Regions from separate parts of the Mus musculus genome. Here all the other regions are linked to region 2. A link is a contact called in public Hi-C and promoter capture Hi-C data. All regions are on one chromosome and are shown on one strand. The core of a region is the stretch at or near the end of the contact, and the rest is flanking DNA. Distances in the headings are between cores, read along the strand shown. Region 1 holds the start of Shld2 (shieldin complex subunit 2). Region 2 holds the start of Ercc6 (excision repair cross-complementing rodent repair deficiency, complementation group 6). Region 3 holds the start of Glt8d1 (glycosyltransferase 8 domain containing 1).

Region 1 (2,725 bases), core at 194-2,693, 1.8 Mb after region 2:
CAGGCCGGAGAATCTTTTTTGCTAAAAAAACACAATACAAATATAATTAATGGTTATCATTTATTGTTTATTACAAATATAACTATATTTTATTATATCAACCACTGTTTATATTGATGTAATTAATATTAATACATAATAAATACAGTTAACGGTTATCACTCAGCAAATAAGATAAGATATAAGTCACTGGGAAGGAAAGCTCAATATTGCTTTAGAGTTCGCTGAGATAAATGAATGCAACTTAACTGGTCTAGGTTGTCACTTCACGTGTACAAAACATTTTAAGAACTAAGAATTTCTCTTTCATGCTTAGTAGATGAATAAAGTCATGTAAGAGATGAATAGTGTCACAAAGTCCAAGGGTTTACAAAATCGCCAAGGCACTCTGGGGTGATTTTACTAGTAATGTGGCACGTGATAGGTAGCTTGACTTAAAGGATGTTAGTGTGTGTGTGTGTGTGTGTTCAACTGGATTTTCTTGTAGCTTTGTTTGAGAAAAATGAGTATCTCATGTTGCCCAGGCTGGAATCAAACTCTATCCTCCTGCCCCCACCTCTCAGGTTCTGGGGTTCCCAGAGTGTAGCACTCAAGCCTGGCTACCATTGTGAAAATTATAACTTAGTAATCAGATCCTAGACCATTTAAATAATATGTGTATGTATATATATATGTATATATATGTGTGTATATATATGTGTGTGTGTATATACACACACACACACACACAGGATGTCACATTCCTTTAATCTAAGCACTCAGGCACTCAGACAAGGCCAGCCTGATCCATAAAGTGAGTCGCAGAAATTAAATATATATACTGAGACATTATATTTCTAGTTTACTTTAGGACGTGATTCCAAAAGAGGGGCACACACTCAGTCAATGGTGGAGTTACAACTATGTGCGGGTGTGCTGACTCAAGCCTGTAATCCTAGCACTCAGGGGAGTGGGCTGGGGGAGCAGAAGCAGGCAAGTTCCCATGAGTTCTGGGCAAGCCTGGGCTACAGGGGCCCTGACTTTTCAAAAAAAAAAAAAGGTAAAATAAAGTGGCACGCGAAAGAGTCAACAATGCTTTGCATAACTGTTTTACCTCAAAATCGCTGAAGTTGCCTACAACAAATTAAAACCTTGTGCAAAGTAAAGGCCTGTGGGGTCAGGGCCTCCCTCCTGTCCTGAGGCTTCTTGCTTTCCCGGTTCCTCAACAGTCGGATTCGGGATGAGTCGGGATTTGCCCCGCGCCTCTTCGGCTTCGGCGCGGCGTCACTCTCCGGCCGGCCGCGCAGCGGATCCGCACACCGTTCCGGCCCAAGGCGGAAAGGAGGGGCCTGGTGACTCATGCGGCCGGGGCTGCTGGCCAGCCAGCGAGGCCTCCCTGCAGTCCGCTTCCACCTCCCAGGCCGCCGCGCGTGCACACGGGACCGACCTTCCGGGCCGCGGCCGCGTCCGACCGCTCTCAGGAGCCCAGGCCTCCGGGCCGCAGCCCGCGCGCGTCCACGCTAGCCCCGCCCCCGCCCGCGAGCATGCGCACCAAGCCCATCTGCAAAGGCGCGCCCCCCGCCGCCGCAGCCGCACGCGCCGCCGCCTGGAGGCCGGGCAAGGCCGCGGCGGAGGCGAGGCCCAGCGCCCTGGGCGGCGCGCGGCCGCCGAAGTCCGTCCTCCCGGTGGGGCGACAAGCGGCGCAGGGGAGGGGACAGCCAGACAAGCAGGAAGCCGCGGCTTAAAAGGGCAGCTCGCGCCCAGCCCTTCCTCCCCGCGGTCCAGGCCTGCGAGCTCCGGTCTTTACAGCTCCCGCCGCACTCGCCTCAGCCCGCCGCCGCCGCCATGTACCGCCGTCTGGGCGAAGCGCTGCTGCTGTCCCGCGCCGGGCCCGCTGCCCTGGGCTCTGCGGCTGCAGACTCAGCCGCGCTGCTGGGCTGGGCCCGCGGACAGCCCTCCGCCGCCCCGCAACCCGGGCTCACGCCGGTCGCCCGGCGCCACTACAGCGAAGCGGCCGCCGACCGCGAAGACGACCCCAACTTCTTCAAGATGGTGGAGGGCTTCTTCGACCGCGGCGCCAGCATCGTAGAGGACAAGCTGGTGGAAGACCTGAAGACCCGGGAGAGCGAGGAGCAGAAGCGGAACCGGGTGCGCGGCATCCTGAGGATCATCAAGCCCTGCAACCATGTGTTGAGCCTCTCCTTCCCCATCCGGCGCGACGACGGCTCCTGGGAGGTCATCGAAGGCTACCGGGCCCAGCACAGCCAGCACCGCACGCCCTGCAAGGGAGGTGAGCGCCCTCCGGCCCCTTTCTGTCCTCCCTCCCCTCCAGACTCCCGTAGCCCGGGCCGCTACTCGGCCCAGCCCAGTTCTGCAGGCCGTGCCCCGCTTCGGGCTCCCCCGCCTCGGGTGTGGCAGCCTTAGAGGATACTGATTTTTTTTTTCCGCCCTAAAACTACCACGTAATATGCCAGCCTTTTTACTGGGCAAGTCTTCACCCCAAGCCTCTGCTTGTGTTGATGCTGACTTCACTGAGGACACTGTACAGCTTTTCTTTAGCCTCGGTGCCTGTCATGTCATAGACCGTGAACCCTTAACGCCAGCAGCCGACGATACAAGAACAGAGAAAAATTATCTTCTTTTTGGAGTTGGAATCTTGAAAGTTTGATTAACCAGCGCAGCTTACTAATCTTCTAAATTATTATAATTTTACACTGATGGCTTTTTGTGTTGTGCCTCTTTTCTC
Region 2 (2,700 bases), core at 94-2,593:
GTGTGTTTCACTTGCTTCGCAGAGCCCCTCCTTTCCTTAACCTTTGAGCTTAAGCCCTGATTAAAATGTCTTTAATGAAATCTTTTGACTCTGCTTCATAAACTGGCGGGTTGCTGGGGATGGCAGTGAGGAGCCTCTCACTACTGCCCCCCAAAGTTTTGTGCCTTTACACTGGACTTCGTGCCAAGGACCCTGACAATTCCACCTTCTCTATTCTTGGCATTTCTGGGCTAATTAGTTCCCAGTTTAATTCAGCTACCTCTTGGGAAACTGGGCTTTTTCTTTGTAAATTCTCACCTAAGCGAGACCACCTCCAGGATTCTTGGTTGGGTAAAGAATGTTACTACTTGGCTTAGATAGTTAATATTAGTTAACAAGTATTAAGTGACTTAATGTAGTTAAGCCATCTGTTGTAGACCTGCATGTTGTACATGCACTCAGGTGCTCTGCCCAGGTCTTGGGGTGGTGTTGGTGAGCGGTCATAAAGGTACGTTTTCCTCTTCGGTTTTAAGATGTGCCAGATGACTAAGGCGGTGAGGTGAGGATGTCAAAGCAAAGGATTTGAGCACCTTTAGCTAGTCACTCATTGGCAGACTCCCTTTTCTTTCTCTAAAAATGATTTCTGAGTTCGAGGCTAGCCTGGTCTACAAAGTGAGTTCCAGGACAGCCAGGGCTATACAGAGAAACCCTGTCTCGAAAAACCAAATTTAAAAAAAAAAAAAAAAGAAAAGAAAGAAAGTTTGGTTTCAGACCCAGGGACAAGGGACTGAGATGCGTATTTTACATATCAAAGCCTCCAGGTTTTCCCAGCATCCTTCAGTCCGTACCTGGCATACCATGTCTCAGTCCCTACCTGGCATACCCTGCCCCATAACCCTGAACTTCCCAGCCCAGGGCCTGGGCTGCCCTTCCCTCAGAGGTTCCTCCCAAAAAAATCCAGGCATTTTGCTCTCTCCTTCTCTCTCTACGCATACACGACCCCCACCCCCACAATGGCGACTTCAACCCTTGGGGCCAGTGAACTCGACAGACAACCGCCTTCCAATAAACCTGCCTTTAGTATAATCTGGTTTAAATTGGCTTATTTCACCGGTGGTGACGGAGAAATAACTTATTAATATCTTTTAATTCATAAAACTAGATAACATTTGTCAAGAATGATACAAGCCGCTCAAATGGCTACAGACTGACCACACAGTCCAACCTAGCCCAGGACAAAGGCCACGCGCGGCTCCCTTTGGTCAACGCACGTGGCAAACCCTTGCTTACAAACGGCTCAGCAAGGCGCAGGCGCCGTTGGTCCTGCCCGCCCCCAGAGGCGGTGCTTAGCACAGGCCTAGGGCGCATGCGCTAAGGTTTGTCTCAACGCTCCGTCGCGGCGGTAGCGACGAAGAATTCGTTTGGGCAGCCGCGTGGTTCTGGGTGAGTGTTCGGCAGCCGGACAGAAGGCCGGGTGAGAGTACTTGCGCCTCGGGCTCTCCATGAGGCTGTGGCCCCGCGCCGTGGGCGTCTAGCCTTCTGCGGCGGAGCCCGTCCGAGCGAGCCGCGGCTTCGCCCGTGGGCCGGATATCTTCCGGCAGGCGCACCTGAAACCGGAAGTGACGTGTGGCGCCGGCTCTCACCTGAGCGGAGGGCACGGGGCAGTGGGGGCGCGGACCAGCCCCTTGCATTTGCTTCTGGGTTTGTGAATGGGGCCCGGCGTGCAGGGCCTACAGGGCTCTGGTGGGTCTGGATGACGATGATGGTGTCCTTGAGAGGGAGAGTCAGGGTGGTGCATACCCGGCGCCTTCCGTAAGATGCAAAGTTGAGTGGGAGGGACAGAGCTGTAAGTGCTGTAACCCGGTACCCTTCGCGGTGTCATCTTCACCGCTGTCCTTCTCTTCCGAGCCCTCTCGTCTTTTTCCTCCTGACTTCATCCTATTAGCACTGCACTGCTATTTCTCTGTTATCCAAAACTGGTCTTTTACGAGCATTAATTGGGTCCTGCTGTTGTCACGCATCCTTAAACTTTTTGAGAGCCATTTCAGTGAAATATAATTTAAGAGCATACCCCCCCACCCCCCGCCCCCGGACCCGTGTAACTTGTCCCTTCTCGCTTCAACACCGTACTTATGTACAGATAACTCTCCAGACCCTAATCCAGCTTGGTTGTGGCCGTAGAAAACCCAAGTCACAAGTCTGGTTTCCTAGCTTTGTAACTTTTAGATGTTTCTGGAACGACTGAAAGATTTACACAGCGAGCAATACTATAATCAGCTCTTGAATTTTGGTTACAAAGTTCTCACTGAGTTCCAGCCTTTATTCATTATCTCATTTCGAGATGCTAACTCTGCTTTTGACCTTGATCAAATCTCATTAATCTTTTAGAGTGACACTTTGTCAGAGAGGCCACCTCACACCTTACCTTCACAGTTTTACTTAGGTCTCTCTTAATTGCCGAGTTATGTAACTTCTTTTTATGGCCATCACCACAGTTGCCCTTGTATATATCTATACTAAAGCCATTTTTTCTTTAAATGCCTGGCCTCCCAGGGGACTAGGGGGAACTGCCTCATGCCTCATTTGATTGAGTCAGTAATTTTGTCAGTGTGTGATTTAGTTCACCTCTGAAACTTTAGTGCTTTGATCAAATCCTTCTTTACATTATACTCCCCCCAACCCCCATGTGCATTCTCTCGCCCACACATGCAAGCTCTCTTC
Region 3 (2,770 bases), core at 248-2,747, 1.5 Mb before region 2:
ACTTAAAATACATTTGGATTAGAAATGAAGCCATGACAATTAGATCTCGACACAGCTGTGCTATAAGAACATAGGCGGTTTAAGCTCATGTTTTGCTTATGAAAGCAATTCAGCTCATCTCACAGGAAACAAAAGCAGGTGCTGAATCATGAAAGTCCCAATCAGTTATTTTTAGCATGCCTCTTAATTTTTCTGTCCCCTGATTTCTTGTCTTCTGTGCCTAAGTCTTGAACAGGTAACCACTTTAGGGGATGGCGGCGGTAGATAGGCCATGGAGGAAGTGTCAGCTAGATCAGAACAGAGAAAAGGTAGCATTTATTTCCATTCAAGGTCTAAATGATCATTTAGTATGTCTGATCCCCAAATAACCACCATGCTAAAGATTAACAAACTAATGAGACAAAATATGTCAGGGAGTGAGAACAAGCCTTAAGTGTTTACACATACAAGTTTTAAGAACTAAAAGAAATATGAAGGCTGCGTGAGCAAAGCGAAGCCCCTGGCATATTCATTTTACTGCCTAGAGGAGATGCAAAAGACAATTAGAAAGCTCTACACCTTTATGTAGCGCAGGCCATCGGACACAACTTAACATTCTACTTTTCAAATAATAGAGAACAGAAACATTAATGGGAAAGACGAACAAAGAGGTGATTCTGGTTCTCACTGGTAGGTCCAACCAAGTCTCCTGAGTCAGAAAACTTACGCTACTGCTAATACGCAAATACCACAAATAGCTTACCAAACAGGAGAAAGCAAATCCGGCCATAACTATGTAGACAGTCCACCCAAACTGTTCAGCCACGTACCCGTAGATAAACCCAACTATCTGAAAAGAAACAAAGTATATAAAATGCACTCAAACCAAGAGAGGCGGGGTTAAGAATTAAAAGTAATGCAATACTTACTGCAGAAAAAAGAATGATCCCCTGAAACATCTGTTCAGCTAGTTTCTGCCCCTTGTAATCCTAGGGACGAAAAAGAAGAGGACGAGTTGGTCCTACTGCCAAAGGACTGCAATTCTCGTAGGGAACTCAGCGTTGGCATAAGGCAGCATTCAACACCAGGAGGGCCCGAGAGTAAGGAAGCAAACATGTAATTTCCCAGGGAAACTTGGGCATCTTAACAGACCACGGGAAAGGGGATCTATTCTGGGGAAGAGAAGGGAAAGTGAAGCCAATCTTAGGAGTGGCTCCGGTGAGGGTGAGGGGCTTAGAAGTCGCTAGGCTCCAAAGAGAAGTGCGGGGGATCGGGGACGCGCGCCCTCACCATCTGGGTGGGCAGCGAACTCAGGTGTTCCAGCATGGTTGCTGAAGACCGATACCGACAACGAAACGGACGTAGCCGATTATTAAGGAGTAAAGTTTGCGGGGGTCGATATCGAGAGCAAGGCCGACCAGCCGAGCGTTTCACTTCGGCCGTGGCCCCGGAAGCGGATGTCTCCGAGGGGCACGGACAACCCCTGGCCCCGCCCCGCGCCATCGACAAGGGAGGTACGTCTCTTAGCTTTCCTAGAACCCTGTACACTGCTCACGAGGGCTGGGGCAGCGACCTGGCCGGAGCATCGTGCACCGGTCAGCGCTCCTGGCCGCCCGGAGCTGTAATTGCGGCAGGAATCACTTGCGGGCTGCGCCTCCCCAGTTTAACGGCCGCCGGCGCGCTCCACGTCTCCATAGCGACGGCCTTTACTCGGGGAGGACCCGGGCGACGGGGCTGCCCCGTGGCGCCTGCTGCGCCTGGCTTTCTGGCAGAGGGAGGCACAGTCAAACTAGGGGTTGTGGCCCTACGTGGCTGCTGCAGAGCTCGCCGGCCAGTGGGCCACGGCCAGAGAGCAGCGGACGCGGACGGCCCGGCGGTGGGCCGGGGCCTGGGGCCTGCGGAGCGAGCGCTGAGCTGGCGGGGCGGGCTGGGGCGTGGGCGGCGGCCACTCCTCCCAGCGCAGGTAAGGGCGACTGCGCCCAGCCTCGGAAGGCGACGATTCGTCTGACGCGGCTCTAACCTGACCTGTCAGTGCGTGGCGGGATCCCCGGAGCGCCTCACCACGTCCCCATCACTCCTAAGCGTAAGGAGGCTACTAATGATCTCTAGAGTTAGGGAAGATAACGAAGCCACATTCTCCAGGGAAAGGAGACTGCCTCGGAGAAGAGCTGCGAGGCCCAAGTCGCCCCACATCTCGTGGATTGAGCTTCCGTGCCCCTATGTAGAGGGTCCCAAATTCGGCCTAACTTTTTGGTTGCCGGTTTCCATGGCTCATTCCCAGGCCAGTCCCTCTTGGTAAAGACCAGCCAAGGGCCGGGCGTGGTGGCGCACGCCTTTAATCCCAGCACTCGGGAGGCAGAGGCAGGTGGATTTCTGAGTTCGAGGCCAGCCTGGTCTACAAAGTGAGCTCCAGGACAGCCAGGGCTATACAGAGAAAACCCGTCTCGAAAAACCAAAAAAAAAAAAAAAAAAAGACCAGCCAAGGGGTTCCCTTAACCCTGTCTTTCAAGGGTTGTGTATTTCAAAGCGTGAGCCCTTCCCTCATGACTGAGCTAGATGGGGTGCCGAATTCAGACAGACCATTCTGGGGATCCCATCCTCTGGGGCCCGCTGCCTCTGTGGACTCTGCTGTGCATGCAGTCAGGCACAGATGGCGAGATGCTAGACACTCTAGACTGGGAGGTGAGTAGCCGATGCCAGCATCTACACATCCATGGAGCTACCAACCCATTAGTTAGTTAGTTAATTTTGATTAGCACAGTTGTGACTTAGAACTTGGAAACTTGGAGTG

The links. Promoter capture Hi-C pulls out the DNA fragments that hold promoters and counts their contacts. Hi-C and Micro-C count contacts between places; a contact is called where the count stands out from the background.
Region 1: a contact with region 2 is called in a Hi-C map of CD4 T cells, with 4 times the contacts expected there. The contact joins the promoter of Shld2 here to the promoter of Ercc6 in region 2.
Region 3: a promoter capture Hi-C map of pre-B cells shows a contact between it and region 2, with 6 times the contacts expected there. The contact joins the promoter of Glt8d1 here to the promoter of Ercc6 in region 2.

Annotation. Positions count from the first base shown.
Region 1 is chr14:34,309,074-34,311,798 of GRCm38.p6, forward strand. Shld2 (shieldin complex subunit 2) reads right to left here and starts at 1,444. Exons shown (of 10, transcript NM_001360074.1): 1 at 1,094-1,444; 2 at 1-21. Glud1 (glutamate dehydrogenase 1) reads left to right here and starts at 1,654. Exons shown (of 13, transcript NM_008133.4): 1 at 1,654-2,269. The coding sequence starts at 1,825.
Region 2 is chr14:32,512,178-32,514,877 of GRCm38.p6, forward strand. It overlaps Ercc6 (excision repair cross-complementing rodent repair deficiency, complementation group 6), which reads left to right and starts at 1,344. Exons shown (of 21, transcript NM_001081221.2): 1 at 1,344-1,422.
Region 3 is chr14:30,999,936-31,002,705 of GRCm38.p6, forward strand. It overlaps Glt8d1 (glycosyltransferase 8 domain containing 1), which reads left to right and starts at 1,498. Exons shown (of 10, transcript NM_029626.2): 1 at 1,498-2,062. It overlaps Spcs1 (signal peptidase complex subunit 1 homolog (S. cerevisiae)), which reads right to left and starts at 1,731. Exons shown (of 4, transcript NM_026911.3): 1 at 1,270-1,731; 2 at 909-968; 3 at 743-829; 4 at 1-287. The coding sequence starts at 1,482. The coding sequence ends at 162.